Regions from separate parts of the Astyanax mexicanus genome. Here region 2 is linked to region 1. The links are chromatin contacts, called in public Hi-C maps. All regions are on one chromosome and are shown on one strand. Each heading gives the region's core, a stretch centred on a gene start, on an enhancer-like site or on the middle of the called end of the contact. The rest is flanking DNA. Distances are from core to core; before and after follow the strand shown. Region 1 holds the start of gdpd5b (glycerophosphodiester phosphodiesterase domain containing 5b). Region 2 overlaps gdpd5b (glycerophosphodiester phosphodiesterase domain containing 5b).

Evidence for each region. Hi-C and Micro-C count contacts between places; a contact is called where the count stands out from the background.
Region 2: a Hi-C map of muscle shows a contact between it and region 1, with 19 times the contacts expected there. The contact joins the enhancer-like site here to the promoter of gdpd5b in region 1. A contact is called at or near these places in 2 of 3 Hi-C or Micro-C datasets (both in muscle).

Annotation. Positions count from the first base shown.
Region 1 is chr18:29,625,009-29,629,625 of AstMex3_surface, forward strand. It overlaps gdpd5b (glycerophosphodiester phosphodiesterase domain containing 5b), which reads left to right and starts at 2,708. Exons shown (of 18, transcript XM_015604160.3): 1 at 2,708-3,270.
Region 2 is chr18:29,720,293-29,724,968 of AstMex3_surface, forward strand. It overlaps gdpd5b (glycerophosphodiester phosphodiesterase domain containing 5b), which reads left to right. Exons shown (of 18, transcript XM_015604160.3): 12 at 1-142; 13 at 2,308-2,455; 14 at 3,373-3,455. Among protein-coding and RNA genes, the nearest start is that of hspa13, 32 kb to the right of the region's middle. Within about 2 kb of position 2,504, the one cell type or tissue checked has an H3K27ac peak away from gene starts, as active enhancers do.

The DNA of each region.
Region 1 (4,617 bases), core at 1,458-3,957:
ACAAAAATGTTAGCATGTGTCAGAGATTTCTGTAAGTCTTCACCTGACACTCTAGGATTCTTCCTCACCACATTGATCATTCTGCGCTGTGCTCTTACAGTCTGTCTTACTGTGGACACATGAACATCAAGGCTTTTAGAGATACTTTTGTAACCCTTTCCAGCTTTTTGTGCAAGACACTAATCACATCAAGCAATGCTTCTTAAGAACAGCAAACTCAAAACTGGTGTGTGTTTTTATAGGGCAGGGCAGCTTTAACCAACACATGCAATCTCATCACATTCTGACTCCAATTAGCTCTTAGAAAAGTCTTTAGCCTAGGGGTTCACATACTCCCCCCCTCCTTCACTGTGAATGTGAACATGTTGTGTTCAATAAAACCATGCAAACATATAATTATTTGGTGTCCTTGGTGATTGCTAAGGTGTTGCTAAGAGGTTACTAAAGTGTTGCTATGGTATCTGTGTTGGTTGCGATGAAGTTTCTAAGTGGTTGCAAAAGTGTTGCTAGGTGGTTGCTAAGGTGTTGCTAAGCATTAGCCAGGTAGTTGCTAAGAGGTTTCTAGATGGTTGCTATGGTATTGCTAATCTGTTACTAAGTGGTTGCTAATGTGTTGCTAGGGGGATGCTAAAGTGGTGCAATGGTGTCTGTGGTGCTTGCCATGTTGATGATAGTAGCGTATATGCATAAATTGGGTTATAAAGTGTGTGTGCAACATGCAAACTAATGGCGTGGCTATGGACTCTAGGTTGCTCTGGCTGTGCGGGGCGTCCAATCTTTTGACCAGTAGTTGCTTTATCCAGCAGCTCCTCCATACACTCACTGTACTGGAGTGCTGGCTGGGGGGCCGGGGTACCCAAACTTTTGACCAGTAGCTGCTTTATCCAGCAGCTCCTCCATACACACACAGTACTGGAGAGCAGGGGACAAAAATGGTTCTGTGCGCAGAGCTGCTGGTGTGCGAGATTAAAAAAAATGTGTACGACAATTGTACGTAAACCGTACATCGTATCGTTTCGTACAACATATTTTCGTAAAGAACGTGATAGATTCCATAGGCCAAAAAACATGAAGTTTATTGCTTTGTAATGTACAATCATACATATGTAGCTTTTCAAAATAATGTTCTAGTTTCTCAAAACAATGAATTTGTATTAGTGGTGTCAATCGATTAAAAAATGTAATCCGATTAATCACAACAAAATTATGTGATTAACTGAGATTTACCGCATTTGTTTTTTTCTTGAGACGCACATTTTTATAGTGGATATTTAAATATAAATAAAAGAATGAATGTAAGAAATGTAAAATGCAATTACTGTATATTTATGGTGTCACTTAAAATAATAGTATACACTTGTATGTTGAATCGGATATAAAATCAGAGTAGAGTGCTGGAATAAAGCATGCATGATAAATTGGATTGTAAATGTCTCAGCTTGGTTGTGACAGCGCGCGCGCGTGTGTGTCTGTGCGAGTGAGCGAGAGAGAGAAATATGCTGCGTCCAGAAACCCCAAAAGTGTCTCCTTTTTCCTACCGATCCTCCTCCTCTCCTCCGTGACCCGGAAACTGATTTCGTGAGGCCATCTTGCCGCCTGTCCGAATACCGTAGGAGACGAAAGAAGCCGCTTAAAATCCACCTGTAGTAGGCTTCCAACGGAGGTTACATCAGTGTATCCTACTCCGGAAGACTTTTAAGGATTTTCCAATGACATCACTGCATCCATGCCCACAGAGCACGCGAAAATGGGGAAGGCAACGCCCAAATGTACGTCATAAACATATTAATTAACTAGGTTCCTTATCTAATTAAACAGCCAGTAAAGCAGTAATATAATTTATAATTTAGATAAACTGTATGCTCAATAAAACTATATTTATGATCCTATGTGTATCATGTTATACATATAAAAACATTATTTATAATATATATAATTTTAATTAATTCATTTATTTACTTATTTATTTTAACTTAGGGACTGATGAGGAAACTGAATCCCTCATAAGGCTGAGGTCAGACAGGGCTGCCAGAGTCACTGGTCAGAGATGCGGCCTAAAATGCGGCTGGGAGTAAACAGGATTTTATTGGAATATCTGAATTTTTAGCTGTGTGTGATAGTAATGTTCTGAAACGTGCTGAAAGTGAGCGTTGTGATTGGCTCAGTTCAACGGTAGTCAACATCCTATCTAAAAGGGATCAGCTGTCCCATTTCCCCAATTACAGCTCCTTCCCTCCATTCCTCCTCCTCTCCTCGATTCCTCCACCTTCTTCCGGGGTAGGAGAGGAGGAGTAGGAAAGGAGGAGTAGGAGAGGAGGAGTAGCAAAAGTTTCTGGACGCAGCCATAGAGAGAGAGAAATATACAGAGAGAAATAGAGAGAAAGAGGAATAGAAATCTCTGACCGGCTCTGAGCTGGAACTTCACAGCGCTCCGTTCAGCTGTTCAGCCGGAGGACAGATCAGTGCGTTGGGCGGGGGCGGGGCAGATTACGGCGGAAGTAGGGGTCAAACTTGGTGCCTTAATTAACTTGCGTTACTGATTCCAAATTAACAGCATGTGTTAACGCTTTAACTTTGACAGCGATAATTTGTATATAAAACTAATGTAATGTAAAATAATTACAGAGTATATAAAGAAATGACTTAGAATATCTACACAATGAGATAAGAGTATCTTAATATGATTGTAATACAGTTTTACAGTATAGCACTGTATCTCAGTGCTGGTTGATTTCAGGCTGTTCAGCTCCTCCTCCTCTCTTTATCTCTGATTCTGAGTGACTGAGAGAGTGAGAGAGAGAGAGTGAGTGAATGAGGTGAATGAACAGCAGAGAGCAGCACAGCGCAGCTCAGCCCGCAGATCCGCCCACTCCTGCTCTACTATCCTAGGTTACTCCAGTGAGACGCTGCCTGCCGGCTGTGGAGCTCCTCCAGCACAACACTGCTGACAGCACAAAGCGCGGAGAGCAAGGTGAACCCGGCCAGCGGCACAACAAACAGGCGGGGTAGTTTTACACACAGCCCGCCGGAGGGGTTTTATACTGTAGAAACAGCTTTAAAACAACAGAAAGCAGCAGCTCAGACACTGATACAGAGCGGGACGCGGTTCTCCACCTTCTCCTGGGCTGAGCAGCTGTGGGTCCTGCAGGTTTAGGCGTGGAAAGAAGAGAAGAGAAGAGAAGAGAAGAGAAGAGTAGTTCATTGAGCAGGACAGGCTGGGCTGAGACTGTTCTCCTGGACTGAGAGCTGAAGAAAACCAGTTAGAATAAGGTAAGAAAGGTTCACACACCTGATATTAACTTTCCACAAGCCTGAAAACACACTGGAGTTCAAACTGTGAAAGCTGTAAGAATGAAAACATGGGATATGTGCTTGTTTATGATGTTTGTCAAACGTTCCTAAAGCTGAATTTGGTTTATTATGTTGCATCTCTAAAGTAACTAAATGGTTTGTTTGTTAGTTAGTTTGGGTAATAAGACAAACTGGTAGTGTTCTATCACTACTGTGGAGGCTCTACTGAAATATATTTTGCTCTTGGTGGTGGTGTTTGGTAGTTGGCTGGTTCTAGTGGTGGGCAAACCTGATTAAAATACGTTATTGTGATATTGCTGAAACAAACATCAGTCCTGCTACAAAAAAAAAAAAAAACAGTATGGGCATGGTTAAGCTGGTCTACATGGTCAAACATGGTCAACCTAATATAATCCAAATTAGATAACCAGTGTAACCAAGTATGAGCTTACCAGCATACTGGCTTGCTCTTGGTGGTGGTGGTGGTGTTTGGTAGTTGGCTGCCTGGTACTAGTGCTGAGCAATACTGATTAAAATACAATATTGTGATATTTCTGAAGATACACTAGTATTAGTCCTGCTGAAAACCACGCCACAAACAGAGTCGCTTGAGGTATGCTAAAGCACATTCAAAGAAGCCAGCTTAATTTTGGAATAAGGTGTTGTGTACTGATGAAACTAAAATTGAGTCATTTAAAGGGTGATATGCATGCCGGAAAAAAACAGTTTAAGACAATCGCTTGCTACCCACAGTAGTATTTGGTGGTGGTTCCATCATGCTGTGGGACTGTGGGGCCAGTGCAGGTACTGTGAATGTTGTTACAGTTGAGAGTCACATGGATTCTAGTCAATATCAGGAGAGAGGGGCTTAATACGTCAACAAGGCTTCAACACCGACCCTAAACACTGCTTAAAATGTGCTAAAGCATTCAATGGCCATCTCAGTTCCTAGATCAGAAACCATCAAACCTGACTGGACTGTTTTGTAAAGAAGAATGATCCAAAATATCTTCAACCAGAAGCCAGACTATATAGAAAGCATTTAGAGACTGTTATTCTTTAAAATGAGGATCTACTAAATATTACTGTTCAAATGTATGCACCTGCCTAATTTTGTTTTAAGAATTATTGCACACTTAAATAATATATAATAGAAATAATATAAATCCTATAAACTTAATCTCATTTTTCCAATATTACTGTGTTTGCTTTATGATATATTTATCTGAAATTGCTGATGCGAACAGCCAATGATTTACAGTATAAAGGAAAATCATGAAAATGATTAGTGGTGTCCAAACTTTTTCATACCACTGTATAACCAAA
Region 2 (4,676 bases), core at 1,254-3,753, 95 kb after region 1:
ACTGGGACAGGGAGCAGGTGAGGCTGGAGGCTCCAGGCTTCCAGCAAATCTCCACAAAGAAGCAGCCGCTGGAGACTCTCCATAAGAAGGGCATCAGCAAGCTCCTGCTGCGCTACAACCAAGCCACAGCTCGAGATGTGCGGTGAGACACAGTACCCCTCCTTCACAGGCTTTTTTTGTTTCTGTGCCCCACTTTTGTAGTTGGCTTGAGGGTGCAGAAGAAAAACACTAATGAGGTCTGTCTATTCTTGCTGCCTAGATGTTTTATTGATAGAATTATGTACAACAGGGTTTGATTGCTAAAAATTAAATATAATATAAATTTTACAGTTGCTTAAAAACTAACTTCATAAAATTGTATTATATTTGCCTTTAAGAAAACCTCATTATTTGCCTTGTAGCAGCCAATTTATACTCAATTGCTGTACACTGTGCAACATCATTAATATACATATGTACCACCCTGCAGGAAGATCCAGCTCAAAACCAGCCTTTTCTGGTTGCAGATGGTCATACTGGTGGTTTAGGTTGCAACTTCTTCTTAGCCTGTATCAGAGGTGTCAAGTAACTAAGTACAAATGCTTCGTTACTGTACTTTAAAGGAGTCCTTCTGCTAAAATCCACTTTTTCTTGTTCTTTGTGAAATACAATAGGTCTCTCTGAGTCTCTCTATGATGCTGCACATGAAACTCTTCTCAATCTCCGTTGTCTGCAGTAGCTAGTAAAAGAAAATATTCAGAAAAACGAGTCGATCAGAAAAAAGCACTGTGTTTACGTCAACCCGTAAATTAGTATTCGTGGCCTCACCCACCTTGGCTGACGACCGTCCACTGGCAGAGCCAGGCATGTCTAGTCAGACAGGAGCTAGCAGCGCTAGGAACAACATGACAAAAGTTTGTTCCTGTGTTATTTGTGCAAATACCACATCAGTGTTATATGCTTTGCCCAGTAATACAGAGCTAAGAAACAAATGGTTAGAATTTGTCTATGAAACACCACCAGCGAAGTACAATTGAGATAGGTAGGTATGTAATTTAAGAACAGTTCTGTTTACACTAGTTAAATGTCATTTTCTGGACGTGGACTACCCACCTCTGTGTGTAACTATAGGTTTACATAGGCTCTCCGGTGGATTTGGCATTTTACAGAGGCTCTAAGACTAGACCAGTGACTGAACTGCACTAAACAGGGCTTTACACATGTTGTAAAGTAACATTTGACATTGCAAAGGCTGTTATTAGTGCAAAAATGTCTTTATTTTAAAATGTTTCTAACTGTTGTCTGTCTGGTCCGTGCCTCCTACTGTTAGCCAATCAGAGGCGATGTTTTTGCATATAGGAATATCATGTCTACCCGCCACTCCTCCACTGGAGTAAAGCAGCATTGTACCTAATCACCTGAGCACTTTTTTTTTTTCTCACAAAAAACAGGTGTTCATTCATTCTAGAAACCGCATTTTAAAATGAATGAAAAAAAAGGTGGAATGAGACCTTTTAGTAAAAATGTTGGTTATCTACTCTTTACTGTAGAGTAATTATTTTTCAGATTACTTTTTATTTCTATTCTTTACATTTTCACCCAATTATCTGAACTTTTTACTCCTTACATTTTAAAAATGGCCTAAAAATGGCCTCCCATTTTATTTCAGCTTGTTTTCATTCTGGCTTTTTTAATTTAAAATCTATTTAAACAAATCTCTTTATCCAGATCGAGCGAATCTGATTGTGGTTGGATGAGAAGTATAAACATATACCAATCTGACAGCCTATTAGTTTATATGCAACTCATCACACCTGCACATCATGTCACGCCCCACACTGCAGCAAGAACTTAGAAGACGTATGAAGCCTAGTATGAAGACGATCTGTGTAGCAGAGACTCTGAGAGTCCTCTGAGAAAATTACAGACTGAATTAACTACTGTTTTTCACTGAATTCCATGGTCCTCTAGTAATTTTAGTCCCGTCCGAACAGACATCTCTGAGTTTCGTCACTTTGCGTTTAATAAAATAGCTATTTCTCCACTGCTGCGCACCGTAATTCTTTCGAGATCCATGTAAACATAACAGCGAGTGGAAATGGAGGAGCTACTGAACACGATTTCACATGACCGAGAAAGCCAAAAAACTCACTGGTCCTCCTGTTTTTTTATTGCAGTCCGGATGCAGGAGTTTTATCACTGAGTAAAAGTGTAAAATATTTTTCACCTTTTGGCCTGTATAAAACATAACGTTGCAGGTATGTCCCTGTCTCAGGTTTCTATGTGTGTAATTAGAGGTGTGAATATATATGTGTGTGTGTTTTACAGGACGTATGCAGCGGGGAACGTCAGCATGACTCTGTACACTGTGAACGAGCCGTGGCTGTACTCTCTGTTGTGGTGCAGTGGGGTGCAGTCGGTCTCCTCTGAGGCTCCGCAGCTCCTCAAGAAAGTGCTGTCCCCCCTCTGGCTAATGGTGAGAGAGTCAGCGAGTCTCTACAGCTTGCTTCTTCACACTGCCACGCTCGGCAGACCAGCACTGGCCTCTGGGCAGCTCAGAGCAACCGGACATCTGCCACAATTACCTTATTTTTAGAGGAACCTCAATTATTTTCTACATTCTCTTTAAAGTATAAACTTGGTGAATTTTATGCGCTATTTTGTGCCTGCCCTTTTAGTGTTGAGCTTTTTAAAAGATTTACAGATCATCACTGGCACAAAAAAAATATTGTACCGCATTTTTTATAAATGGTATAATAATATTAATTAATAAAGTTCCCTAAACAGCTTGAAATATTTAACATTTGGAAAATAATTGATGTGTAATTACACTGCTAATAGTAGGAACATAGGAGGAGAAATATTATCTTTAATGAAAAGTAATATTAAAATATTTTATTTCAAGTAGTTTTGGATTCATTATGAAATTTTAAAACCGTGTAAAGAACAACTGCCAGGTTCACATAAAAAAAAAAAAAAAACAGTCAAAAATTAAATTGGCAAAAAGTCTTAAGGTGAAAATCTTTGATTTTGACTGCTACAAAATAGAATAATAGTATTTTATAACATATATATATATATATATATATATATATATATATATATATATATATATATACACCCTATACATTGCTAATGTCACATAGTGATGTTCTAATTCATAGTGATGATCGCTAATTTCTGTTAAAAAAGTTAAAAATAGTGAGCTCTTCAAAATTTCTGCACATATTTTACAAATAAAATTTTTGTTAAATCATCTTTCCAGTAATAATCCTCCACACTTTACCAGCAGCGCTGATGATGAGATCATCTGCATGTGATGATTGTTTAACTGTTTGTGTTACAGCACCATCTAGTGTCTGTTGTGTTAAAACACTGATTTTACTCTTTCAGAGCCCAGATGAGTACTGCCTGATTTGGGTGGCCACTGATCTCATCTCCTTCGCTTTAGTGCTGGGAATTTTCATATTCCAGAAGTAAGAGCTTCCTTTGTTTTTCTTGTGACCTTTGAGTAGAAAGCATGTAATGGCCCCATCAGTAAGAAATGTAGGTTATATGGGCTGCAGAGGTTTTAGGCACCAGTGCATTTTTTTTAAATATGTATATTAAATAATGTTTTCAATAAGGTGTTGGATGATATTTATAAATACTACTAGACTCCCATGAGAAGAACATTGGAGATGTTTTACTAAACACAGGTGCCTAAAACTTGTACAGTGTATAGTAAACTACTATTGAGCTATTAACTAACTAAAATTTACAAACCTACTGGAAAATAAGATACCTTATAGGTGATTTATCTTTGCTATTAAAGCCATCATATTAAGTTCTGGGGCTCTGTATTATGAATTGGACCCCGTTGGCCACTGAGTGGAGCCTTCAGTTTAGTCCAAATGAAGTCTAGTCTGCAGGGAACAGCAAATGTTCTTTGATCTGTCTACAAAAATAAATATCTTCGCTGGGTTTCTGCAGGCTAAATCATCACAGCTCTCTTGTGGGATTCCCAGAACAGGCCTGTGGAAGTCACTGGTAATCTACAGTAGCAGCTGTGATTGATTATTTTCACTGTGTGCTTCAGACAGAAACGTATTAACTCATGGTGCCATATACTGCTGTAAAATTATAAATAAGAGAGAAATAATAAATGAAAAGGAGACGAAACACAATAAGTAAGAAGAAAAAAAACATATAGCAGGAAAAACTGATATATACAGCTCTGAAAAAAAATAAGAGACCACTTCAGTTTCTGAATCAGTTTCTCTGATTTTGCTATTTATAGGTACATGTTTGAGTAACATTAAATATTGTTGTTTTATTCTATAAACTATGAACAACATTTCTCCCAAATTCCAAGTAAGAATATCGTTATTTAGAGCATTTACTGTATTTTGCAGAAAATGAGAAATGGCTGAAATGTAGATGAAGATGCAGAGCTTTCAGACCTCAAATAATGCATTTTCATCAAGTTTTAAGAGTTCCGAAATCAATATTTGGTGGAGTAACCCTGTTTTTTAATTACAGTTTTCATGCATGTTCTCCTCCACCAGTCTTACACACTGCTTTTGGATAACTTTATGCCTTTACCCCTGGTGCAAAAATTAAGCAGTTCAGCTTGGTTTGATGGCTTGTGATCATCCATCTTCCTCTTGATTATATTCCAGAGGTTTTCAATTTGGTAAAATCAAAGAAACTTATTT